2 separate regions of the Mus musculus genome follow, and region 1 is linked to region 2. The links are chromatin contacts, called in public HiChIP or PLAC-seq maps. All regions are on one chromosome and are shown on one strand. The core of a region is the stretch at or near the end of the contact, and the rest is flanking DNA. Distances in the headings are between cores, read along the strand shown.

Region 1 (2,700 bases), core at 76-2,575, 1.0 Mb after region 2:
AAGGCACACATATATGTTCAAACAAACATACACACAAGCACAAACCCAAATACACACATACATCGCACAAATACACATATAAAACACAAACATGTACAAACACACACATATATACATACATACATACATTCATGCATGCATATACACATGTACACACACATATAAACATACATGTAAATGTACACACACAGCACACACAAAACATATATACACAAATACACATAAGTACACATATACACACAAACATGAAAATACAAACACAAAACACTCACCACATGTAAATATACACAGAGATGCATACAGCATACACACATAAAAACATACACGTGCATACACACATACATAAACCTACACACATATAAATGTACATAGATATACAAATACACACACACACACCACATCTATCGCCCAGACATTTGGGGATAAGAAAGCAAGCTAATAATCTTGAGCAAATAGATGTGATTAAATATGATTGAGCATGGTTTGGTTTTTTTTTGTTTTTTTGTTTTTTTTAATTCTCACAAATGTAGATCTTGATGAAGACCAGTTTGTCTAGAGTCCCACTGATTTAATTTGGGTGAGCTATAATTTACTGGGCTGCAGGAGAAACAGTAATTTGTTGAGGCCATCATCAGCTCATTAGAATCACACTGGGAACACTTAATGGTGTACAACCCACAGCTTTTTGTATCCATTTCATAGTGATTCCTCTCGCCCTGCCTGCTGCTCACCACTCCAACTGTTGATAGCATGATCCTTTCCAAACACACCCCAGAAAATAAGAGGTTTTAAAAAAAAAAGATTTAAGTCACCAAGAAACACATTTCAACATTTCAGGGTATGAGGCAGGCTGCTAGGATAAAATATTCTCATGTACTGTTAACATGTAAGATTGGCTAGCTGTTAAGTACTGTAAACTGCAACTTATCAAAAGCTCAAAAATCCTACACAACAGAACAGAAAATAATTATTCTCCCTGAACAGCTATTGTCTCCTGTCTCAGCTTTTCCTGAACTAATAAAAGGTTTAATTTTAAATGGTGCAAAGGAAATGTCAGCATTGCTAAGATATACAATACTCGGGTGCTTGGCTCACCATACATTAAAACGTATGAAATTAGACCTAAGTGAAGCCTAAACAAACCTGAAGATTCCCCTCCCTCCCCCAGGCACCTTTTCTCTTTACCTCTGATTGATAGGATCACGTGAAACCAGCCTGGGTTCCAACACTGTCGTTTCAGATGACAAGGTCTTGATAAGGGCCGAGAGCACTGGTTAGGGGGTATGTATTTCCGGGCCTACGATTTCAGTTATGCACAGTGGGCGATTTAGTTCAAAGGAGCAGGGACATTTATTTTGATGCTTCACAGGAAAAAGGAGTGGGGGCAGGGACGACAAAAGAGAGAAAGGCCTTAAAGGCTTCCTGCATTCAAATGTGTGCATCTGTTTTCACTTTTACTATCTTCAAAAAAAAAAAAAAAAAAAAAAAAAAAAAAAACGAAGATAACGTTTCAGTCTAAGACTGGCTGCTGCTGAAGCTTTGGTGTGCTAAGAAGAAAAACACTGCTGAGGGGAACATGGCAGGGAGCAACAGTCCTAAACTTTCCTCAGCTTTGGGCTTCACAATGAATTTGATTCAGATTCCAAACAATTAGCAATAATAAAAATATACATTAGGTGAGCATGCTCCTCGGTCAGTATTTCTCAGGTAGGTTTATTTTAAATAACCAAAATCAATGGAGTTTGGAGAGATGTAGTTACCTTTATTTATGCTTTCTTCCTCTTTTTTTTTTTCTATTTTTCTTCACAAATATATGGTAATTATTCGTTACCTCCTTTTATTGAGCATTGTGGTAGTTCCAAATAGTATAACCCTTTCTCTAAAAAGAAACACAATCTATTCTTTATAAATGTTAGACACGGTATTTAAATATTGGCAAACAATTCAGTGCTGTAACATACAATGAGAGTAGAAGAGAAAAGTAGCTACCACCCCCAAGACTCCCCTGAGGATGAAGTGTGGCTCAGTCTTCCACTGACTAGAATGGGAAATGCACAATCAATGTGTATAAAGTACTTGTTCCATAGGCACACTCATGAGCACAGTGAGTGATAACCAAAGCTCCATAAAGAAAAAAATGTTCTTTCCATCCTTCTTCCTTAGTTAAAAGGGGCACCTATAAAAAAAGACAGACCAATCAAAGAAAAAATATAGTTTATTGGAGTATATACCTTTAAAAGTTTTTGTTGTATATCTCACACACACACACACACACACACACACACACACACACACACACACACACACACACACAGCACATTTTCAGGAGAGGTACACAGAGAAGGGAGAGGCAATCTGGAATTCAGATATCATAGCCATTGTTTATCAAAACAAAGGTTTAAGCCCAGAGACATGGAAGTGTCAAGAACAGCTTTGAGGTAGGTTATGTCTGCACTTCTTGGGGTCTCTCGTACTTTGGACTCATAGTTCTACTCTGGATTTACGGATAGAGACTCACAAAACGATGTCTTCCATTTAGATGCAATTTTCTTTTACAAGGAAGTAACAGATTCCTGTTTTCAGAGCTTCTCTGTGTCTTTACTTTCTCAAAATTATCAGCTCAAAATAGTGTTTGTGCCAAAGAGGCATATTTTAGCATTGCATATTCTTTTTATTGATTGGAGTGTAGCATTTCATCAT
Region 2 (2,700 bases), core at 195-2,694:
TAAGGTTGGTTTTCCAAAGTTAACTTTTAAAAGTTCCCCTTTTTAAAAATGGATTCTATGATTTATAAAGAATCTGCTTGGTTTACGTTCAAAATAAAAATTTGGGGTGATCAGGAAGTAGAAATCAGCTGCTGGTGCTGAGTGTAGGGAAGAGTTGATGCTGGCAGCTGATAAATGTTTGGGCTGGGAGCACTCCTACCTTGGAGTACTGTGAACATATGTACATAATATGTAAACAAACCAGCATTTGCTGGAAATAACCGGGGCAGCGAGTTCCTCTAACATTACAGAGCAGCGTAAGACGATTAAAATAAGTCAGAATCTACGACAAAACACCCCCTGTCCGATTTCGCTGTTTATCACAGGATTGTTACAAATGACTAAGTCCTAGAAACATGACAGGCCACGCGTTTAAAACATTTCAAATGTTAATCTGAATGCTCTTCAATGTAACACAGAGCACCAACAAGTCTTAACAAGTCGTCGGGTGCCAGACAAAGAAATTCCATTTAAATTCCGGAGGTGGAAAGGTAATTTCAGCGCGGACCACCCTGCCAGCCCACTACATCTTAGAGAGAGATGCGGGGCTTGGGGAAGAGGGCGGGTTGAGCAATAGCTACAGGTGAAGCCTCCGCAGAGCACCCAGAATAAAAGCTGCACCTGCATTTCCTGGCATAGCCTGCTTCGCTGGATCCACTCAGCAACAACGTGACCGTCGGATCCCGGCTCCCACAGACAAACCCGCATCTCAAAACAAACAAACAAAAATGTAGCCCGCGTTCCCGCTGGAACCACAGCTGGGTCACAAAACCAACCGCCCTGGGAGGGACCCACGGGGCGGAAGTGCGCTTTCCTGTGCGGGGACGGGATCTGAGGGAGGCCGGAGCTCTACCCACGTCCTCCCTGGGCCGCGGCTGACCGCGGCCGCCCCGCCGCACGCGCTTCCCCAACAGCCTCCCATGCAGGGCGCGGAGGGTCGGTGGGGAGACGCCGGCGTGGGACGGCGGGCGGGCGGGCGCGGGGACCGCCCTGCCTTCGCGTCCCCAGGCGCCCCCGCCAGCCGGGCCCACCCGCGCGCGGCTCTGCGGCCCCGGAGGCGGCCGCGGCCTGCAGGAGAGTCCCCGGCTGCCGCCCGGCCCGGCCTCCCGCCCCGCGCACCTCTCCTTGGAGTAGAGCTGCAGCTGCTGCTCGCGCTGCCTCTTCCGGGTGAACGCCATGGAGGCCCAGGGCTCGCAGGCCGCCGACTGTCCCGAGCAGTCCCGAGCGGCCGCACCGGGCGGGCAGGCGGGCGGGCGGCCGGGAGCCCCACGCTGCGCCCCAGGGCCCGCGGCGTCCGGACGGCGCTCACCGCAGCATCCTCGCGTGGGGACTCGGGCGACGCCGTGACTCAGGCCCGGAGGAGGGGCGCGCAGTGACCTGAGGCCGCGGGAGCCGCGTCCTACACTGCCCCGACTAACCTCTGCAGCGCTGCTGCGGCGAGGATACCTCCCACGTGAGCCTGAGACCTGCCCGGGAGCCCCCCAGTTCGTTGGCGGCGGGGATTTGAAATAACAAGGTTTTTGGATGTTTAGTCCCAAATTTCAGTCTTTGAAATAAATAATCGATGGGATTTTATTTTATTTTTTTCGCCCGTGTATGGTGTAGCGGTTCTTAGTAATATTCATATTTAGGTTGCAACTATTATCACAGTGATGGGATATTTTTACTATCTCAAAAAGAAACCTTTACCTTTTAGCAATCACTACTCCTAGGTGCATCTCCACAAACCTTTGCCCTAGAAAACAGTACTTAACTTTCTGTCTCTGTGAATTTGCCTAGCCTGGACATCTAGAATAAAAACATCCATACAATATGTGGTCTTTGTGTCTGATTTCTTTCATTTAGCACAATGCTTCCAAGGTTCGTCTGAGGTATAGCACAAGTCAACATTCTATTCCTTTTTATCACGGAAGTGTATTCCATTGTATCACACACTGCATTCCTGTTAATATATTCAACAGTTGCCAGGCACAGCAGTGTTCCCACCTTTTGGCTATAAGCATTCACGTACCCGTTTATGTGTGTAAATGCTTTCATTTCTGTTGAGTGAAGTCGAAATCAAAGGGTGGAGTTTCTAGACTGTTTTAATAAGTCCATCTGTGAACTCTGAAAGTCTGCTACTGTGCTTTCAAAGTATCCATTTAACTCCCACTAGCAGTAAAGAAAGGTTCTTACCTTCAACAATACTTACCTTTTATATTCTGTCCTGCCAACTATGACTCGTATTTCATTGGGGTTATGATTTCTCAATACCCTGAGAATACGCTGGATATTGCTTACCTTTAAGGGACTCTCAAATAACAAGCCTCTAAGTTGTGTGTGTTGAAACACTCCTAGTGTTGGCTTAAGAATCAAGTTCTGCAGGGTTGAAAAAAAAGCACAACAATGGCAACAATTAGCTGTCCTTCATCACTGGCAGCATGTGGGGGAAGATCGGAAGTCATAACTGAAGAGACCTGAGTACCCTATGTCAGTGAATCTCTTCCTTTTATCCGAGTGCTGCACAGACTCTGTAACTACCCTAATGGTCCTTGGGAACGAGCTTGTGTGCATGTGTGCACAATGACATAAGATTATGAGAATGGCTAAGATACCATCTGAAAATTTTCTGTGTGGCAAATAGTATAGTAGATGCTATGGACTCAAAGGAGAGAAATTAAT

Evidence for each region. HiChIP or PLAC-seq counts read pairs in DNA pulled down with a chosen protein or histone mark.
Region 1: a contact with region 2 is called in an H3K4me3 HiChIP or PLAC-seq map of pro-B cells, with 4 times the contacts expected there. The contact joins the enhancer-like site here to the promoter of Nsmaf in region 2. A contact is called at or near these places in 3 of 39 promoter capture datasets (the C10 cell line, HPC-7-derived erythroid cells and hippocampal neurons) and 2 of 115 datasets of contacts at active chromatin or transcription factors (large pre-B cells and pro-B cells).

The regions. Positions count from the first base shown.
Region 1 is chr4:7,453,971-7,456,670 of GRCm38.p6, forward strand. No RefSeq gene overlaps it. Among named protein-coding and RNA genes, the nearest start is that of 8430436N08Rik, 110 kb to the right of the region's middle. Within about 2 kb of position 1,326, at least 53 of the 459 cell types and tissues checked have an H3K27ac peak or open chromatin away from gene starts, as enhancers often do. A contact at or near this core is called in pro-B cells, where this site is marked.
Region 2 is chr4:6,452,827-6,455,526 of GRCm38.p6, forward strand. Nsmaf (neutral sphingomyelinase (N-SMase) activation associated factor) reads right to left here and starts at 1,445. Exons shown (of 31, transcript NM_010945.2): 1 at 1,159-1,445. The coding sequence starts at 1,217.